7 separate regions of the Mus musculus genome follow, and regions 1, 3, 4, 5, 6 and 7 are each linked to region 2. Evidence: chromatin contacts called from public Hi-C, HiCAR-type and HiChIP or PLAC-seq data. All regions are on one chromosome and are shown on one strand. Each heading gives the region's core, a stretch centred on a gene start, on an enhancer-like site or on the middle of the called end of the contact. The rest is flanking DNA. Distances are from core to core; before and after follow the strand shown. Region 1 has its middle 28 kb from the start of Tdrp. Region 2 overlaps Dlgap2 (DLG associated protein 2). Region 3 holds the start of Cln8 (CLN8 transmembrane ER and ERGIC protein). Region 4 overlaps Dlgap2 (DLG associated protein 2). Region 5 overlaps Dlgap2 (DLG associated protein 2). Region 6 overlaps Dlgap2 (DLG associated protein 2). Region 7 overlaps Dlgap2 (DLG associated protein 2).

Region 1 (2,700 bases), core at 22-2,521, 440 kb after region 2:
CTGACCCCGCTACACATCTCTCGGCTTCAACAGCCTCCAGAAACCTTGTGGAAAGCCTGATCCTATAACCTTTGCATTTTGTGTGCCTGAAAGACACATGCGCTGCCAGAACAAGGCCAAGCAGAGATACAGTTAGAGCCCCCTGTTAGAGCCCGCTATGGCAACTCTATGTGCCTTCTAGGCTAACTTGGAAAAGCACCTCCCTAGGTGTCTCTGCTAAAGCAGGATTCCCTTGAAGATCTCTGTCCAGTCACTCTTGTTCTGCTTTCGAAAAGCATTTTGTTTTTACGAGTATGGGTGTTCTGCCTGTGCGTATGTCTGCAGTGTGTGCTTGGTGCCTCTAGAGGTCAGTGGAGAGGGTAGGATCCCCTTGGAACTGGAGCTACAGACCGTTGTGAGCTTCCACGTGGGTGCTGGGACTTGAACCTCAGTCCTCTGTGAACGAGTTTGTGCTTTAATACCCTGGAGCTCAACGGGCAGGGCCTTGGCAGCGTTCCCCAGCTTTCCCATTGGCCTGGGCACTGGTGTGATTTCAATTGCGTCGATCCTGTCGTCAGCATAAGCACCGCGTTCTCGGTCTTGTACCTCGTCTTTTCACACCTTTCACCTTTCTCTGACTGTGACTCCACGTAAGAGCAGCGACACAGCTTACCTGTTGTGCCATCTTAAAATTTCCTATGAAGAAACAACTCAGTCCATTATTTGCCAATTTAGTCTCACTAAAAAAAGTTTAGGGTTTGAGCAGAATACAGATTGTTCAGCAGAATATGACACAAATGGCCTCTAGCCCGACACCTGATGATAGGGTCCTCATTTCCTGGTGTCTCCCGAGCCTGGCCTTTGCTCTCTTGTTTCTATCAGAATTCTCATTTTCTGTTCAGCTACCAGAATGGCTCGGTAAGGTCTGTGACAGCATTCTGGGGGGTGGGGGTGGGGTAGCCTAAAGCTCCACCCTTCCACACTCTTCTTACAAACCAGTCCAAAGACCCACAAACTTCAAGGTCAGGCTTATCATAGTAATAATCCCACTCCTTGGCATCAAAATAAATATTTGGCAGAGTACTGTAGAGGATCAGAACCAACTGTGTGTGTGTGTGTTACAGTGACTTTGTTAGACCAGCTTATATGATAGCTGAGTTGTCCAGATACCATCTACACACTGGAGAGGCAGAGAATGCTGGTAGCTGCTGACTACAAGAAGCTGGATGCTTCAGCAGTCTTAATATAACAGGGAGACTTTGGATGCTTCCCAGAAAGTTGCTGCTATTGAATCAACATTTGAAAAGCCAAAGAAGCTGGAGTTGTGTATCAGCGGAGGATGCCAGCAGCACAGTCAGGCACACTCGCTCAGGAAAAAGACACAGCATGGGCCTTTTTCCTCGGATCACTTTGAGCCACTCAGTGGAAGTCACAGCTCACACTGGAGGTGGGTCTTTCCCTTTTACTCCTCTCTGGGGATACTCCACAGGAACAGGTACATGTATTGTCAGTCCAGTGAAGCCAACCAAGACTAGGCATTGCAGTAGATTTGCAAATAACGTGGTTTAATATTTAAAAGCTCAGGTTTCACACACAAAACAAATGATTAAATGAATGAATAAATTTGCAGGATACAAATCATGAAAAAATTAATTGTGCTTTTTACTCAATAATCAAAATTCATTTAGAATAGTTAAAGGATGAAATACTTGGGAAATGTATTAGAAGGCTTTGGCAAGATATCCTTTCCACCCAAAGCAACCTACAAATATTTTTGTTGTTGTTGTTTTTGCTTCTCAAGACAGGGTTTCTCTGTGTAGCCTTGGCTGGGCCTTGAACTCACTCTGTAGACCAGGCTGGCCTTGAACTCAGATTCACCTGCCTCTGCCTCCCAAGTGCCAGCACGCTCAGCTCACAATATACAAATTTAATACGACCTGCATCAAATTTCCAGGGGCATGTTTTACTGAAATAGAAAAATCTGTTCTAAAGACATATGAAATCAGGACCTCAAATAACCAAAGCAATGTTGAACAGAGTACAGGCCTCTCCCTTCTCTCCAGAATAGACCAAAATGGTGACATCATCAACTGTGATGCTGTCATGAAGATGGGGACCAGCTGAATAAAGAGCCAACAAATAAACTCAACCTGTGTGACCAAGAGATGGTCAACAAAGAAGTCAATACTGCTCTTTCAAACTGGAGAGATGGCTCAGCAGTTAATAGCACTGACTGCTCTTTCAGAGGTCCTGATTTCCAGTCCCAGCAACCCCATGGTGACTCACAGCCATCTGTAATGGGATCCGATGCCTTCTTCTGGTGTGTCTGAAGACAGAAACATTGTACTCACATATAAAGAATACAATCTCACATACAATCTTTTCCAGCTGTGCTAGGAAACTGACAACCCACTTGCAAGGGATTAAGTTGGTTTCTTTCTATCATATGCAAAAGAATTTAAAACATAAAAAAAGCTTTTTTAAGAACCATGGTGGACCATGCACTCAGGAGGCAGAGGCAAGCCAATCTTGGAGTTCAAGGCCAGCCTAGTCTACACAGAGAAATCCTGCCTTGAAAAAACAAAAAAACAAATGTTGCAGTAACTCTCCAACTACAACAAGCCTTTGCAAAAACGCACAACTCAACTGTAATATTCACAAGCTGCACGCCTAGATCGGGCAGATTTACCATTACACGGCTCTATTCCTCAGCTATGAGAT
Region 2 (2,700 bases), core at 199-2,698:
TGTGTACAGCCAGCGACTACCCAGATGCGGAGGCAACAACAAGTCTCTTCGGTGCCCGGAAGGGGCCAGATGTGGCCAGATGTGGCCGTGCTCTTTGGAGAGGAGTGTTTCCTTTCCAGAGGGAAAGCAAGAATAAAACGGAACATGTCAAGGCAGAGTGAGAAGGAAGTGTGCGGAGAAAGACCACACCAGGCACACCTCATCTTCATCCCTGTGGCTCGCTCACCCAGAGGAGGCTGGGGACCAGCCACATCAGCTGGACCAGCTACACAGTTCCTCGCTGCAAAGGGGAAAAAAAAAAAAAACCTTCCTGGCTGGTGTGAAGCAGTTGGCTGGGTTCTCAGAGCTCCCTGTCAGACTGTGCACTCCAAAGCACGCTTTATTCAAAAGCTCAGCAAGTCCATGACACTTGCACACCATCTCCTCCTACAAAGCCAAGGAGGGCTACTTGGGGTAAGCGCGAAATTAGTGCTTTGGAAGGGGCTTTGGTTATAAAGACCGGGCACAGACAGCTCTTCCCAGCGGGTGTCCATCCCAGCACCTCTCCCCTCTTTCATCCTATTCAACTGCAGCTGGGAAGAGCTCAAAACCCTTTACTGCACTCAGCCACACAAAGGAAGCCCTCTCCGCAGGCTTCTCTCTCTTGCTAGCCTATGAAACACAGGTTTAATGACCTAAGGTCCCTGGATTTACTCATTCCCAGGGGATCACGGAACCCACAGCCCAGTTGCCACATCTTTGCTGAAATAAAAGGAGAGCCAGCCAAAACAGTGCTTGCATTACAGACTGCTCCAGTATCTGGTGACTATCGAAATGATGGTTAATTAGAGACAGAACTTGTCTGCCTAGGACAATGCTATGGTCCTGGATTGCTGTGCAAGACCATCTCCCCCAAGTCCCCCCAGAGAATGGAGGATGCTCCCTGGATTGCAGTGCTGTCTCCTGGCTGTCACTACCATCTATCAAGACATGAGTATTTCACTTACGAAAGCAGTACAACCCTAGGTCTATGAAACAGAGCAATGAAAGAAAAAAAAAAAACATAAAAAAAAAAAAACATGCTGCAAAGTACAGAGAGGTAAGCAGCTGTCGGTTTAGCTGGTCGAGTGCTGATCAGTTAAGTATCATTTCCCAGAGGCCACGGAACTAGTAAAGTCTACATCCAAGACACAGGGAAAGTGAGAAATGAGTCACCTTTGACTTACCGAAGCGAGACTCCTGCTGCACGCCTTGCAGCATCCGAATGTGAAGTGCAAGGCAGCTCCACAGCAGATGGGAAGCTATGCACGCAGAGGCACTTCAACCTCGCTGCAAAGGAAGGAGGAGGCCAGGGTGACCAAGTGAGTGGTCACAGCTCCAGTCAGCCTCGGCTTGGACTAGGCATCCACGGTACTCTGCAAAACAGGCACACTGCAGCACGGTGGCGGGCATAGGATCCCTATGCATGTCCCATATATTCAAGCGTAATAGAAAACATGGATCTGGAGTGGATTCCATGTGGATATGGGGGCTGCCTGGCACTGAGCGCTAAACGCAAGCTCTCTGCTGGTAACAAAATTAGCCATGGAGATGGACGCCTTGATTAGAGCACAGTGCTGTCCCCCGGGACAGCAATTACGGAGAGCAGGTGCTCTGTCTCTTGCTCTTTCAGATAAATGCCTATAATCTCATTTCACAAACGATCCCTATTTAGACAGGAGCCACCTATTGTGATGATATCATTTGCTCTAGTAGCCATAAATGGGCAACTTCCTACGAAGCGTCACAGAGCTGACGACACAGGTCTTCATAAAAGTGAGTGGGCAGGGTGTTCGGAGAGGCCCGTCTACACGAGCAACTCATGCTGAAGATTCCAAGCGCCCTGGCATCTGAGAAGTTGCAGGGGAAAGAGGCAAGCCTTCCACTCCAATCTTTCAGTATACCGGACTGGGCTAAGAACCAACTGTAAGCAGGAGGGGGAATGGGAGGGCAGACCAGAGACCGCTGGCATCTACACATCCTTACACCTGCTTCAGTTGCAGGTGTCCTGGTAGAAAATAACCTGATCACTTATGTTTGAAGTACAGAAACTCCACCCGAGGAGGCAAACATTACACACAAGAATCCTAGTAGAGTTAAGGGTGTGATCTGGTAAAGATAATGAGAACCTTATGTGCCCAGTGGATGGCCAAAGGACTATGCCTAAAACCTCATAATAGCAAAGTAACTTTCTCTAAAAGCACATGCAGAATAACCAAAGAGCTTGGGTTTATTAGAGCTTTGGATTCCTCCACCGACATGTCTACAGAGACAGTGGCTGGTGATGACCAAGGATAAGAGAATAGCCATTGAGCCTGGCCACTGTGCAAATACTGCAGGAGACATTCAGAAATACTGTCCTAGAAAAACCTCCCTGGATCTCCCTGAATTACTCCAGTGGCCTGACAGCTCACTTGGAAAAGGCAGGGTTTCTGCTAGACAATTCACTATTCATAGTACTGGCTTAGGACAGGACACACTATGTTTGGACCAAATTAGACTAACATACTCCTTTAAAGTACGTTGTGGCTCAACCATTTAAGCTGCAAAGTTTATAGTGTGCTGCTACTGGTCTGAGGGAATGTGCTTCCGGACCCCAGTGGGGAATCTGTGTTGAGGTTACTCAGTGTAAAGGAGTAGCCACAGCAAAACCTTGCTTTAATATTCATGATATGCGTACAG
Region 3 (2,709 bases), core at 62-2,561, 510 kb before region 2:
GCTTTGTTTCCATAACAACTAGCACCTAGAGGCTAGGGCGGGTCTACCAGAGCTTGGGTGGGTGTAGTGGAATCTCATATTTTCAGAATATCTGAGGTTTCCTTAATCATAGCCTTTCCCACTCTTCCTAGAGAAAAGTTTAAATAAAAAAATACAAAACACGGGAACAAGTCCAGTGTATAGCTACAGATTTCATACATAAACACGGTCAGAAAACAAATATCGATACCGACATGAATTCAAACAGTACTTAGGAGCAGCCACCTACTCTGTCATTCCGACGACTCTGAAAGCCTTCTAAAAGGGCTTAGGCACCCTTTTCTAAGGCAGCAGCACCCTAGCCCCAGGACCTCCCACGGTGTGCTGAGAGCTAGGGGTCCTTCCTATTCCCGCTCCCCTTCACTAAGTGCTGACACCACCCAGTCCTACCTCGCGGAGATCTGACCAACATCGCCTTTCACCCTCTGGTCCCATGATGATCCACACTCAAGTTCCTCATCCCCTAGCACTGTACAGACCTAGCCCAGCGACCGTGGTCCATCACTTTGCTGCCCCAAGTTCTCTTGCGACCCAGGTCGACCTATCCAGTCGGACCCAGTCTGAATCGTCCACCCGCGCCCACGGTGGCCCAGGACCTATACACCAAATGGAATGCTTCCTCCTCGGGTGGCCAAGCAAAGACTGCGCTGCTGCAGGCAGGTGTATACAGGGTGCCCTTCACGTCTCACCTGCATTCAGGTGAGCAGAAGGGGGGCGCCGCCTCTTGGTCCATCAGCTGCTTAGACTCGCTGTCCCAGGAGCTCCTGAGCCGTAGACACACCTCGTGACCGGAGCCAGATAGAATACCGGTCGCTGAGTGGCACTGGAGACTAGGGCCCCACGCCCATCTGTGTCCCCGCCTCAGCTGGGCACCCCGCTTTCAGGCCATCCCGCCCCTAGCACCGGAGAAATCACCCACGACAGTGTCGCGCGCTGAGCAAACACTATCCACTGCGCACGCGCACTGCTGAAGCCCTAAGCCTCGCCTCCCTAGGACGCTACCAAGGTAGACTCGGGGGGCACGAGTTGGGGTAGGATCATCCCATCCAGCGCCATGGGGGTGCCTGGAGCAGGCTACACAGTTCGCAGCGCGCTATGCTAGATTTGACTATCGTAGCTCAAGTTGGTGCTGGGACCTTAAGAGTGGTACGGAGGGATCAGTGGAGGAATTCCTCAACCCCCACCCCAACTGACCTTCCACGATCCTCTGTGTGGACCGTCCCCCAAGACCCTCCTACGTACACCCCTTCACTCCCTGTCCCTTCCCTCTTTCCTAAGTCCCTAAGGCCTCTGACGTCAGAGCGCAGAGGTGAAACGCAAGCGCACGCGTCTCCTGGTTGGTGCTGCCAGAGCTCCAGGCGACTGCATGGAGTCGAAAAACTTGCTCAGGCCGACAAAATGGACCGCACTGTGTCCCTTGCTACAGCAGCATTGTCTTCCAGGCGGTGGTAACCAGCTCCTGTCTGCACAAGTACAGTTCGGGCTTACGGTCCCTTAGGAAAAGGTGGCTGTGAGGCGTGTGCAGAGCTACCCTGTGCTCCTGCTAAGAGCCGAAGCTAATTCAGAGCCAGCATTATGAGAAGAGCAAAGACCTCCCGACCCATTCCATGTACCTACTAACCAAGCGGGGCTGGTAGGGTAGCGGTGAGAGGTGCGGAATCAGTCCCCTCTCTCTGAGCAGATAATCAGCACTTAGTACCCTCATCTACCTAGCATAGCAGGAAAACCAACCTGGCTCGGGATTCACGTCTGGCCTCAGCACTCCTTGTGCAATGTCTGCTAGTCAGGTGCTTGCAATTGCCTGGCCCTTATCTAGACAGGGCAATTGCCCACCCTACCCTGGATTGCAGACAGGTGGCCACATAACAGAGTCCTCCCTAGAGCCCTTTATCATACCATATCTTGATAATTAACAAGATAGCTGGTTTAAAAGACTAGAAGGAATAGCGTCCTGTACATACCCACCCTCCTGGTTCTGATATTGTCTCTGAACACCCAGGAATTGCAACATAGTTAACCAGGCCACCTGCAGAAATACCTTTGAGAAACATCACACAAGATGGATAGAATGGCTAATGAGCTGTGACTTCAGCCCTGTGCCCCTGTGACTTGTGATAAGGGTCCCTTTACAGCAAAGATTTTACACCGACGTTCAAGTTCTGTTATTTTCCTGAGGTTTCATCAATATTTGGTGCACCCCAGAGTCCATGGTTGGCACCTTAGTTTTTCCACTTGGCTGGTATGAGCAATAACATAGTTTCAAGACCACCCTAAGCTGCTTGAAACCCTGTGTCAAAATAACAAGAGAGATCTGGGTGTGTAAACAGCGTTTAGTAATACTGACCTTTGGCCAGGTGGAGATAGGAAGGTCAGGGGTTAAAGGTCATCTTCAGGGAAGGAGTTGATTTTAAGGTCAGCCTGGGTTAGACTGTTTACAAACACACCTTTCCTATCTGACCGCAGTTCCTGCATCATCACCTGCAAGTTTGCACCCCAGGCACTGTTTCCATCTGGCCAGCCTGGCTGGATGTCTCCTCTAAGCCCTCCTTAAGCCTCTCTTGTGTCAGGTTCCCACACCACACAGCTCACTCATCCATCCAGATGTTACAGTTGCCTGTCCCAGGCACTATGACCTCGACTGTTAGTCTCAGGCAGTTGCCCTCTGTTACT
Region 4 (2,700 bases), core at 43-2,542, 350 kb before region 2:
ATCTGCAACAATCTTGAGTGGTGATGGAGGATATATGGTAATAAAACAAGACAGAGACACACCGTGCAGCTCACTCATTTGGTGCAGATAAGGAATAGATGTCTAGGATGAAGAAAGTCCAGCGGTGGTTAGTGAAGCCTGGGAAGGGTGAGATGAAGGTGGGAGAGGGAGGATGGGCAACAGGTACCAAACCCCAGCCTAGAGGAGGAGTAAGGCTAGCGTTCTGCAGAGCATAGTGCGTACCCACAGCACACATCAGCCTCGAATCCATACGAAGAACCAGACGAGAGAAACTCGAAGGCTAAGAATAGGAGGTGACACAGACATGCAGTTGTTTGTCACCTTGGCTTGACCCCTGTCTATTTATATGTGTTGAAGTGTCATAGTCTTTCCCATAAACATAAAGCAATCGTCTGCCCGTTACAAAGAGTAAGATAAGAAGAGAGGAAAAAGGTTGTATAGTAGAGGTTCTGCAAAGGCAACGGGCAAGGTACCATGACTGATGGGGCTTCTGTTGGGCTGCTCCAAGCTGGCTCACAGGCATACTGTTCACTTCTGGGATTTGTGGAAGCCAACAGCTAGGGCTGGGCATTTCTTGATACCCTCGGCTGCTGGCTGTGTGTAGCACATGTGAATGTAAATGTGAGCTTTGATGTAAATATACATGCTACTGGGTTGGGCAGATGTGATGGGAAAAAGAGAGTCTTAAGTGGAGACAAGCTTCCAACTGTGAACTGATGTTTGACCTTGAAGGGAAGAAGCCATGTGGTCAGTCAAGAAAGGCTTATGCCTGTTCCTGAGTGTAGATGGGGGAAGACACAGCTCGGAGGCCAGCAGGCTGGGAAGTCCTCAGAGGGAAGAGCCCTGATTCAGAAACAGTGTACTATGCTTTACATATAAGGAATAGTTCCTTATCCCTTTCCATCCAATCTCTCTCAACCCTTCAACACTTAGGAGCCTTGTTTGTAAAGATCCACAGGTGCTCCCAGCTACACAGACAAGGAAGCAAACCCCGAGGGCTTGTCTTTTACTTGGCAGGGGGCCAACAGAGCCAGGGTCACTGTGGTTCCACTGTGGTCCCCCACTGTGTGTGGGGAGACAGCCAAGCCACAACTCAGAGAGGATATGCGGGCAAAAGAGGCAGGTGATGGGGCATGGTAGAGCCAGAGAGTTGGTGCTCACAGGGGTTGAGGGAAGAGAATATTTTCTATGGGGACAGAACAAATGTGGCCTCCTTGGCTGGCACCAGGTACCCTCCAAGGCCAGTGTCTCCTCCTCCGCACACAGGGAACCGCTTGGTCCTGAACAGGGTACAGTGACTCACTCCTTGCCCCATTATTCCAAGTTTGGCCTTAAGACCGTTTGTCTACTGAGGCAGAAAATAAAAGAACAAAAGCCCTTCCAGAGAAGAACATGGGCCAAAATTCCCCTTCGGTTCTATTTACTGGGTTTTGACCTACTTACAAACACGGATCTTCCCAGAGTGTTAACTACAGACTCCGAGTAGAGCAGTCCGAAGGTGGACATGGAGTGTTGTGCTCTCGTTCAACTGCAAATCGCTAATTTGGGGTAGAAAAAAACCAACCAAACAAAACAAAACAAAAAAACCAAACCAAACCAAACCAAACCCAAACAAAACCTACTGCCCCCAGGCACTGAGTTCTTGTTCTCTTAGATCACATCCTTACAAAGCACCGCAGGCACACGCCTTTAGTTTTTCATCAATTCCCAATGCTAGTTGTGAAATAAAGTCCTGGCTTGTGTCAGCCAGGACCTTTCCACTGGAAAGTTTAGCACCACCAGCGTGAGGGGACAACCCTATGAGGACATCTTTGAATGCACCCCGGACATCAATTCAGCTGGGTCTGGGGACAAACGCTGCCTGAGGAGGCGTGTGTATTTCATAAATCTTCCCACAAGTGGTAGTGAGACAGCTAGAGGACGCCAGGGAAGAGAGGAGGAAGGACTTTGTTCAGAGGTGAAAGCGGACGGAGAATGGTGTATAGCGGAAAGATCTTTGGGGATAAGCTATTTCTTTGTGGGGGAGGGGAGGGTCCTTGTGAAAGCCATAACTTCCTTTCAGGGTCCCCAAACCTCCCACCCTATAGGTTTAATGTTTGGAGCATGCTGTTCATGTGAAGAGTGGGAGGGGAGCTAGGTCTGTGCCCCCTGCAGCTGCCATGCTTAGCAAAGCGCAGCCCCCTGGCTACCATTAGCCACAGAAGGACTGATGGAGTGGACAGAAGACCTAAGGCAGTTGGGGCTTGTAGGTGGTCACCCAGGCTCTGGGGATCTGAACTCTGGTCCTCATATTTCTGTGGCAAGTACTTTGCCCGCTGAGCACATCTTCATGGCCCTGTAGTATGTCCTTTTCATAGATGGATTATGGAATCACTACAGCTCCCATGATATGGTTTGTGGGACCCCTTCCACCTAACCTGGTAGGGAAGGGACAAGGTGTAGACAGAGTAAAACCACCAGAAAGTCACGGATTTTTAAAGTGGGTGTCAGGTAAAAGATGATGTTACACTCCACCTTTGGGGACTGTTGCTATTTTCCATAAACGGTAGCACTGAGAACAGGGTGACTGGAAGGCAGAGAAGGGAATGTGCAAATCGGGGTTGGTAGCCTCTGGGCCAGCACTGAGCATGTGCAGAGCAGGGATGGTAGCCTCTGGGCTGTGGGCTGATGCTGAACAGT
Region 5 (2,700 bases), core at 55-2,554, 450 kb before region 2:
ACCCCACCCACCACCCAACAGCACAGTGCCTAGGAGAGGGAGAGGGCACCTGCAGCTTTCAACATAGAGCCTGGTACTTTCTGCTGCGGTGTAGTTGGCAAGTATGTTCCTTAATGCCAGGAAGACAATTCTCTGCCCTGGTTCAAAACAATGCCATGACCACAGGTACACACTGGCGTTCTATGATTTTAGATAAAACTTCTTAAAGGAGTCAATCTCAGGACATAGCTTGTATCTGGGCTCTCTGCCTCTCGATCTCCCCCCATCCCCTTCCTTCCCTCCCTTCTTTCTATGTGTTTCTCCCACTTCTCCCTCATTATTTTCATCATTATAAGGTGAGAAACATGTTTTCCTTGCCCCTAGCCTATTCTCTTTCTGAGAAAGGATTCTGGATAAAGGACTTTCACCTCCCAGGGCTGTGAGCTATGATGCTATTTCAATAGGTGGTAAATTACATTGAAAAGAATTATTCCCTTCCTCCTTCCAAAAACAAGGCATGACCCATGTACGTTCATATTTGAGCGACAAAGTATAAATGAATGGCCTGTCTCTGAAGGCAGAATGAATTACTGACAGCCAGTGCAAAGCAGCTGGCTTGGGGGACACAGCCACTCTGAAGGGGGGTGGTGTTGGTGGGGGAGTTACCGTTTTTCGTCTTCTACTTGCACACCAACAGAGTGGTACTCCCTTAGGCCTCTGCTCTCCGTGTCGGAATCCGTGGCTGTTTCTACCTAATTCAACACAGAACATCTCACTTTAGACCCAGGACGTGGGACCTGGTAACTGATTGTTTTCTTCTTGCTCATTTGCTGTAATCGATTGTGTATGTGTTTAATTAATGCTGAAATGCACTTGATCCAGTAGAATTGGATAGAGAAGGGAGGGGGGGAGGGAAGAAGGGAGGGAGTGGGGGGGGGGGGAGGGATAGACAGAGGGAAGGAGGATGGGAGATGCACATTCATGTCTGTGTAATTATGTGGCTACCGGGGTTTCATTGAATTTTACATAACTCTTTGAACTCAAGGCTGCACTTGAGTCTTGGACATATGCAGATAAAACTGCTTAGTCAAAATGAATAAATAAATAAATAAATAAATAAATACCCAGGGCTTTTCTGGGCTGCATCATTACATGACGTGGACGGGTTTATCACTCTCTGCAGTGAGGAAGGTGAGGACAGTGTGAGCCAAACACAGCTAACAATGACAGATAAGCAATTTAAGAGAGAGGACTGAGGGCTGCAGCCGCACACAGAATGACACAGGAAGGGACGAGAGCACCTGGGGGGGGGGACGGGGACGAGGAAGCCTCGTGGCTGCTGGGATGGCCAGGAGGCTGCTCAAGGTGACGACAGAGACAGGCATCCTGAAGAGACTCCTCACCGTGGCCCCGTCGCTAAGTTCTCTCAAACCCACCAGGCATTTCGTGACTGTCAGCAATGGGAAACTGCTATGTAATAGAACCCCGTGTAGGAAATTCTGTGAGGCCAAGGCCGGTAACGCTGTGGAGATCTTTCCAGGTGCCAGCCGGCATCCTCTTTACTCAAAGCATCATCTGACAGAGCTATAGGACTGTTAAGCGCACATTCAAATACCATAATATAAAAACACATTTTCTTAAAAATTTAAGTCACTACCAGGAAGGACAAAGCAGTCAACCCCTTGACAGTGTACCCTGTGTGTTTGGGAGGAGAAACCACTGCCCCAGGCTGGTCTGTGATCTGTGGCTGCACCTCCAGGCCCCATAGGCCACAGGATGTGGTGGTTGTGTATCTGTGTGATTTGATTGACCAGGAGTCAGATACTGGTTCAGTGTCTTAAGCTTTATCACTTTGTCCCCACAAAGACCTCAGGGTGTTCCTAGAGAACCTAGGAAGGGGAGTTCCTTGCCAGAGGGCATGCAGCTCATTGTATGCAGTGCCAGGATTCCAGCCCAGGAGCCTGTGACCTCAGAGCTCTGATTTCTGCCCCTCACGACCATGGGAGTCTCAGAGCTCTTGAATTTCTAATCAAAGGGTGGACAGGATCGGTGCTGCTGGTTCCGACAGCTGGAAGGAGAGAAGGGTCGAGTGGAGGAAGAAATCTGGAAAGATAGCCTGGCCTTCTTGTTAGGGGCCACCATTCTGCCTCCTGTTTGTAAGTGGTTCCCACAGTCCCATTGAATTGTATATACTTTACTGGACATGTAGATATTGATATTCAAACAAAAGACCTGAATATAAACTAGTATGTTTAAAATAATGTGTCAGCACAGAGAGCTGCCATTTATTCATTCATTCATGCACTTATTTTTCTCGGGTTAGAATCCAGGGGCTTGCTCTATCTGTCTGTCTGTCTGTCTGTCTGTCTGTCTATCTATCTATCTATCTACCTACCTACCTAATCTATATTTATATACTAGGCAAATACGCTATTATTGAACTCCATCCTAGTCATGCTTTGTGTTTTAATTATATAGATTTCTGTTATGAATGCAATCTAATTTACTTATTTAGTCTTCAATGGAGGGTTAATTTGGTTGTTTCTAGCTTTCTACCAGACCAGATTGTTAATGATTATACCTGGGCAAACTTTTGGGAATATCTCATATGACCTATGGTTGTTGAGTCCCCCCGACCCCCATGTACCTACCTATCTACCTAGGCATGTGCCTTCATGTCTGGGTTTATACTGCTAAATTTGAGACATGTAAAGTGAGTGA
Region 6 (2,700 bases), core at 104-2,603, 300 kb before region 2:
CATAAAGCTACTGTTGGAGCTGAGTCCCCTGAGCTCACATAAGTACTGACATTCCATTTAAAAATAACATACATATGTACATATGTATGTATATAGTTTTTATTTTTGTGTATGCACATCTGCGTGTGTATGTGTGTTCATGCGTGTGAGACCACAGAAGCGTTGGATCCCTTGGAGCTGGAATTACTGGCAGTGGTGGGCTGCCTGACGTTGTTGGTGCTGGGAACTGAGCCCAGGCTTCTGAAGAAGCAGAGGAGTGCTTTTAACTGCTAAGCCATCTCTTTGTGTCCCTGGAATTCCAATGTAAAGATATCATGTAATGGAGACACTAATAGTCCCATGTTTCTTATTTCATGGAATCTAGTGCATCCTAGAAATGGAGGGGAGGGGCGGGGTTCTCTTCTGATGAGGCTGTAACACGTGTCCAGCCTTCTCCACAGACAGTTGGTTCACAGCATTTAACTCTCGGGTATCCACTACACATATTTGAACTGGACTGTGCTGTGTGTATGTGCAGGCACTTAGTGGAATGTGAGAAGGATGCTGTTTTGAGGATTCGGATCCTGCACAACAGCATGCGCATAGGTGACTTTGCCTTTCCAGACCTTCACATCACAGGGCATAGGGGTGACCTCACAGGGTGACCGCAGGTTTAAACAGAATCTCTCCTCTTCAACAACGCTAGTTAAAATCCATGTTTGGAAGCCACACACAATTGAAGAAACTCACTCGATTACATACAGAATTCATTGTATTAAATCTTTAGGTTAAAATATCTCCCAGCTAACTATTGCTGGTTTACTCTCATTCTCTAAAAGAAACCAACTTTAGAAAGATGATTTGTGGTTGGTCTGTGCCCTGAATCCCTGTAAGTGGCCACTTTCAGTACGACTGAGCTGAAAACCTGAATTTTGATCTATATCCCTAGGCCCCTCCATTATTCACCTATTTCACTTTGGATATTAATAAAACGAATAACATTTGTTAAAAACTGACAGACGAAACTGGTTACCCATTACTCATTGACAAATCACACCCAGGCCATCATTCCTCTTTCTCTAAATACATCACACATTGGGTTTAGCGCAGGAAACCAAATAAATAGGAGGCTTTACAGTGGCGACAAGATTGCAATTCATTTTATAAGTCCTTGGTTTCTGGATCGATTTGGTTGAACAAATTGTATGGTTCTTGACCTAAATGCAGCCCTCTCCCTCCACCCCCAAAATGATTGTACTGTGCTGGGGTGGCTTGCTGGTCCTAATTTGTCTCAGCCTCCTCCTTGATTCTGCATAGAAGGTGACATCAAGACAAGGGACAGAAGGGGCCACACAGAGTCAGAGCCCAGCTGCACCTCAGAGCTTGGCAGCCACAGGCACGCACGCATTTCAGTGTCACCTTGTGGCACACACAGTGGTGTCCACATGGTCGGCTTCCTTGGCAGTCTCTGTCCTTTCAGCAATTTATGTTTTTGCCAGTGAAGTGCCCTGACAGTTTTCAAAGCACTTGGCACGAGCCTCTCAAATGTTCGGAGCTGCGAGAGAAAAACACAGCTTTGTTGCCATCTCTGCTCCCCTGTGAGTCAGAGGTCACAGCTCCGGTGCCTGGCGCTGCTGTTGTGAACGTGCAGAGCAGGAAGCTTTTCCTTAAGTCTGCCCTCTTCAATGTAGCTGCCTTCTGGAACTATCTGAGAGCAACACACTTTGCAACCAGCATGGGCAACAGTGCTAAGTCACAGACAGACTCCTTCAGGAGCTGTGGTCTTGCACTTTCCCCAGAGAACCCCCTGGTCCCATTGCTGCTGTGCCTTATAACGGAGTGTTCCCCTGACTGGCACAGTTCCCATCCGCTGCCCTGGCCAGCTTGAACTGCTCGAATGCAGGCTGAAGCGGGTTTCAAGTGACTTCCACTTCAGTTGCCCCTTATCTGGAAAGCCGAACAGTATTACTCCTGTCAGAGGTTTCGGACTGAGAGAAAATGCACAATGGACCTGGGCAGAGCGACTGGCATTTGACAGACAGGACTCCAAACAATGTCTGCAAGGTGCAAACGACTTCTGAAGTCCCTTTCAAAGTGAAAGCTCAAAACGGCGGACTGGCCTTTGCTTTGGGAAGCCTTGGTGGGGGTGGTGGTGGGGTGGTGGTGCATGTGGCCTTCGGGTGTGGAAGAAGCTCATTGCTCCCTGACTGACTTCCTGTGGTGCCTGAGTCCTCAGAGACTCCCCACTGCCCTCCACCTGTGAAGCAACTCCATGTCCCAGATCACTGTCCTTTCTCAGGATATGCATGCTCCAGCTTAACTGACCAGGGCTAGGGGTGGGGAGCTGTGTGGCTGCCACACTGCACCATCTTAGCATGCAGACCTGAGATTACAGACGTCTCAATATTTTGCTAACCAGTCCCAGCATGAGACTATATGCTGTTGAATAAAGTGCCTAACCACCTGCTATCTCTGCTTCTTGTTCATACGTGGCATGCACAACTACATCTCTACAGTGGCTTTCCACGAATGCTGAATATGCATGACTGTTCTTCAGAAACATCTTCTTCATTTCAATAATGATAAGCCCTGCTCTGCCTCTGAGGTAGAAATATATATATATATATATATATATATATATATATATATATATATATATGCAATTCATTAACTTAGTTTATAGCAAGAGAAGGCCTGGCTAATCAACCTCATCTAAATTAT
Region 7 (2,700 bases), core at 167-2,666, 420 kb before region 2:
AAAAACTATAACCAAAACCAAAACCACCCCCCTCCAAAAAGAAACTGGATGGATGGAATATTCTTAGTGATGATTCCCTGAGGCTTTCCCCCCAAAAGGTACTTGTGTTGAAAAGACACAGCATGCTCCTCTGGCACAACTAGGTCAGGGCAGGATAGATCATGTTAACCAGGGATGCTCACATTAACCAGGGCTGCTTCTGTGTGCCCAGGCACTCTTTTCTACACAACGGTTCCCCGCTTGGCTTTCCTGCTGTGTTCCTTGTCTTCTGGAAGTATCGAGAATGGCACAAATCTTACATTCTGACTCCCTCAAACTATTCACCACGTCATTGTGCAGTGCTCAGAATTCTATGCATCTGGCGTCCCAAAGAGATTGAAAGACTAATTTCGGAGTAATCAGTCTCATTCAGCTCTGGCATCAATCTTGGAAACATTAAGTTGGCTTGAGAGAATCTATCTTAGCTCAATACCCCAGCTGCCGTCAATAACAGCGGACACTCACAGTGTCAGGTCTGAGCACTAATGATGGCTGTCAAATGCAAGAGGGAGTTATTGTGGGGTTCTGTTACATTAAGTTTTTAAATTGAGACATAGTCTCAATGGAATCAATTGTCTTCTTTCTTTGGTCTCCCATGAGATGAGATTACAGGCCTGTGTCACCACATCTAGCTTAAAAATATTTTTGAAGTATACATTTAACGTTTAAACAAACATCTTTTTTTAAAAAGCAGTTCAGTTAAGTTTAGGCTCCTAAATAATTAGCACCTTTCCAGAGCATAAATATGATATTTTTGAAGGGTCCCATGCAATGGTTTTGTAGCTAGGAGGCTACTATGACGTCTGAGTCAAAGTCAACTAGGAACTAAGGGTTCAAGTGGGTTCTGCTGTTCTGGGAAAAGCCCTGCCTTTGAACTTTATGCTTTTGTAAGTCTCGGTGGAACTGTACATATTTTCCTCCAACCCTTCCCATGTCAAGTGGGCCCAGGGGCTCCTCTTCTGTGTGATCTTTTTCTGGGAAAGATAATTCTAGGAGAATGTCTTTCCCGATGAAGATCACCTGGCCTTCAGTGGGGATGCACAATCACAGAAAGGGGAGAAGGGCAGAGGGAAGAGCAATAGGGAGAGGAGTACAGAGAGAGGAACAACGGGGGCTGGGGAGTGCAGAGGGAGGCATAGAGGGAGGAGAGGCACAGGGAGGAGGCACAGAAGGAGAAGATGCAGAGGGAAAGGCATCGTTGTCCTGTGGGTGGTGAAGCAGGATAGAATAGCTCTGCAGCAGAACGCCTGTCCCTGTCAGGATACAGCCCATGCAGAACCAGTAGACTCAGAGGGTCCAATGCGGAAGGAGGGCACGGAGATCCTAGGGAGGCTGCTGTGGACCAGTGGACTAGAACAGGAAGTCTCCTTTGACCTTGAGGCCTCCTGGGCTCCTGGTGATGATGTGGTCATGTGTATGCTGACTCTTCAGGAGGCTCTGAGGTTCAGAACTGGACCCAGCTCACTTAGAGGAAATGGCCATATGCTGTTCCTTGAACATTATGACCTGAGAGGGTCAAGTCATAGTCCTTGCAAAAAGAGCCTCTAAAGAGAACAGCACACCTTGAGATCTGAGACAACCATGAAGCATAGCGGAGTTTAAATACTTGACTAGAGAAGGACCACAGATAGTGTAAATCATGGGGTGTCACTGCATGTAAATTTTCTAGTCACTTATGTTTTACTGATCCTGCAACATATGAGTGTTGAGAGAAGTCAATATACATCTGTGCAGCTCTACATATTTGGCACAGTAATGCCCTGGCTAGTTCTCCAAGAGATGCTACCTACCCACAGATGAGACCTGCAGCTATGGGCTGGTCTATCTAGTAGCCTTCGAGCTCAGCATTGTTCAGAACGGGACACACTTTTTTTTTTTTTTCAAGACAGGGTTTCTCTGTATAGCCCTGGCTGTCCTGGAACTCACTTTGTAGACCAGGCTGGCCTTGAACTCAGAAATTTGCCTGCCTCTGCCTCCCAAGTGCTGGGATTAAAGGCGTGTGCCACCACCACCCAGGGACACACTTTTAAAGTGGCTTCATGGAGCCTTGTACATTGAGGCTAGACACAGAGCTGGTGGTATCTACAAGGCTGGTTCACGATGATATTGTCACCAGAAGCCAGATGCTGCCTTCCCACTCCCAGGCACTTTATAGCAAGGTGCTTTGAGGCCTGGGCCCACATGCTATGTGTCCAGTGTGGGAGGACCTTGAGACCACATCACAAATCCACATCCTTTGAGCCTATGAGTTTCCCCACCAATGTGACCTGCCCCAGTCCTTAGCCTTGTCTTAAGGCGTTTGGCAAACCCTACAAATGCTTCAAAATAGTGCTTGTATGCAGGGAAGTGTGAATCACTTAAAAACAACACTATACTGAAATGTAATGATTAAAATGCTTAAATTTCTGTGACATGTATGTGAATTATTAGTGTGGAAAAGGAAGAGGTTGCTATGGACTAAATGTCTGTGTCCCACCAAACGTGCTGAAGTCCTCCCGAGATATGATTTAGCTCTCTCTAGGTAGTAAGGAGAGGCTAACACATGCATGCAGCCAAACATTGGACTGAGTGCAAGAACCCAGATGGAGAAGTTAGGGGAAGAACTGAAGGTGGTTAAGGGGTTTGCAACCCCATAGGAAGAACAGCATCAACCAACCAGAA

The links. Hi-C and Micro-C count contacts between places; a contact is called where the count stands out from the background. HiCAR-type assays count read pairs that join an accessible place to other places. HiChIP or PLAC-seq counts read pairs in DNA pulled down with a chosen protein or histone mark.
Region 1: a Hi-C map of cortical neurons shows a contact between it and region 2, with 1.5 times the contacts expected there. The contact joins two enhancer-like sites. A contact is called at or near these places in 1 of 484 Hi-C or Micro-C datasets (cortical neurons) and 2 of 115 datasets of contacts at active chromatin or transcription factors (VIP interneurons and embryonic forebrain).
Region 3: a contact with region 2 is called in an H3K4me3 HiChIP or PLAC-seq map of neural tube, with 8 times the contacts expected there. The contact joins the promoter of Cln8 here to the enhancer-like site in region 2. A contact is called at or near these places in 2 of 39 promoter capture datasets (both in embryonic stem cells), 1 of 484 Hi-C or Micro-C datasets (cortical neurons) and 10 of 115 datasets of contacts at active chromatin or transcription factors (VIP interneurons, bone marrow-derived macrophages, craniofacial prominence and 7 more).
Region 4: a Hi-C map of cerebral cortex shows a contact between it and region 2, with 1.6 times the contacts expected there. The contact joins two enhancer-like sites. A contact is called at or near these places in 1 of 15 datasets of contacts at CTCF or cohesin (the NIH/3T3 cell line), 1 of 484 Hi-C or Micro-C datasets (cerebral cortex), 10 of 115 datasets of contacts at active chromatin or transcription factors (SST interneurons, VIP interneurons, embryonic basal ganglia and 7 more) and 1 of 9 other capture datasets (embryonic stem cells).
Region 5: a contact with region 2 is called in a HiCAR-type map of PVALB interneurons, with 3 times the contacts expected there. The contact joins two enhancer-like sites. A contact is called at or near these places in 1 of 15 datasets of contacts at CTCF or cohesin (the NIH/3T3 cell line), 20 of 484 Hi-C or Micro-C datasets (the BV-2 cell line, cerebellar granule neurons, cerebellum and 14 more), 14 of 115 datasets of contacts at active chromatin or transcription factors (PVALB interneurons, SST interneurons, VIP interneurons and 11 more) and 3 of 9 other capture datasets (adipose tissue, embryonic stem cells and pancreatic islet).
Region 6: an H3K4me3 HiChIP or PLAC-seq map of forebrain shows a contact between it and region 2, with 4 times the contacts expected there. The contact joins two enhancer-like sites. A contact is called at or near these places in 1 of 15 datasets of contacts at CTCF or cohesin (the NIH/3T3 cell line), 3 of 484 Hi-C or Micro-C datasets (cerebellum, embryonic fibroblasts and nephron progenitors), 7 of 115 datasets of contacts at active chromatin or transcription factors (PVALB interneurons, SST interneurons, astrocytes and 4 more) and 1 of 9 other capture datasets (embryonic stem cells).
Region 7: a contact with region 2 is called in an H3K27ac HiChIP or PLAC-seq map of SST interneurons, with 3 times the contacts expected there. The contact joins two enhancer-like sites. A contact is called at or near these places in 6 of 115 datasets of contacts at active chromatin or transcription factors (SST interneurons, embryonic limb bud, embryonic stem cells and 3 more) and 1 of 9 other capture datasets (adipose tissue).

Annotation. Positions count from the first base shown.
Region 1 is chr8:13,945,107-13,947,806 of GRCm38.p6, reverse strand. No RefSeq gene overlaps it. Among named protein-coding and RNA genes, the nearest start is that of Tdrp, 28 kb to the left of the region's middle. Within about 2 kb of position 1,271, at least 11 of the 459 cell types and tissues checked have an H3K27ac peak or open chromatin away from gene starts, as enhancers often do. A contact at or near this core is called in cortical neurons, where this site is marked.
Region 2 is chr8:14,380,694-14,383,393 of GRCm38.p6, reverse strand. All of the region lies in intron 3 of Dlgap2 (DLG associated protein 2), which reads right to left. Among named protein-coding and RNA genes, the nearest start is that of Gm26184, 110 kb to the right of the region's middle. Within about 2 kb of position 1,448, at least 72 of the 459 cell types and tissues checked have an H3K27ac peak or open chromatin away from gene starts, as enhancers often do. A contact at or near this core is called in PVALB interneurons, SST interneurons, VIP interneurons and 7 more, where this site is marked.
Region 3 is chr8:14,887,138-14,889,846 of GRCm38.p6, reverse strand. Cln8 (CLN8 transmembrane ER and ERGIC protein) reads right to left here and starts at 1,311. Exons shown (of 3, transcript NM_012000.3): 1 at 729-1,311.
Region 4 is chr8:14,730,988-14,733,687 of GRCm38.p6, reverse strand. The region is part of intron 6 of Dlgap2 (DLG associated protein 2); the gene reads right to left. Among named protein-coding and RNA genes, the nearest start is that of C030037F17Rik, 34 kb to the left of the region's middle. Within about 2 kb of position 1,292, at least 20 of the 459 cell types and tissues checked have an H3K27ac peak or open chromatin away from gene starts, as enhancers often do. A contact at or near this core is called in cerebral cortex, forebrain and neural progenitor cells, where this site is marked.
Region 5 is chr8:14,827,900-14,830,599 of GRCm38.p6, reverse strand. Dlgap2 (DLG associated protein 2) reads right to left here. Exons shown (of 16, transcript NM_172910.3): 12 at 646-731. Among named protein-coding and RNA genes, the nearest start is that of Cln8, 59 kb to the left of the region's middle. Within about 2 kb of position 1,304, at least 2 of the 459 cell types and tissues checked have an H3K27ac peak or open chromatin away from gene starts, as enhancers often do. A contact at or near this core is called in PVALB interneurons, where this site is marked.
Region 6 is chr8:14,683,039-14,685,738 of GRCm38.p6, reverse strand. All of the region lies in intron 4 of Dlgap2 (DLG associated protein 2), which reads right to left. Among named protein-coding and RNA genes, the nearest start is that of C030037F17Rik, 82 kb to the left of the region's middle. Within about 2 kb of position 1,353, at least 31 of the 459 cell types and tissues checked have an H3K27ac peak or open chromatin away from gene starts, as enhancers often do. A contact at or near this core is called in PVALB interneurons and forebrain, where this site is marked.
Region 7 is chr8:14,797,392-14,800,091 of GRCm38.p6, reverse strand. The region is part of intron 9 of Dlgap2 (DLG associated protein 2); the gene reads right to left. Among named protein-coding and RNA genes, the nearest start is that of C030037F17Rik, 33 kb to the right of the region's middle. Within about 2 kb of position 1,416, at least 8 of the 459 cell types and tissues checked have an H3K27ac peak or open chromatin away from gene starts, as enhancers often do. A contact at or near this core is called in SST interneurons, where this site is marked.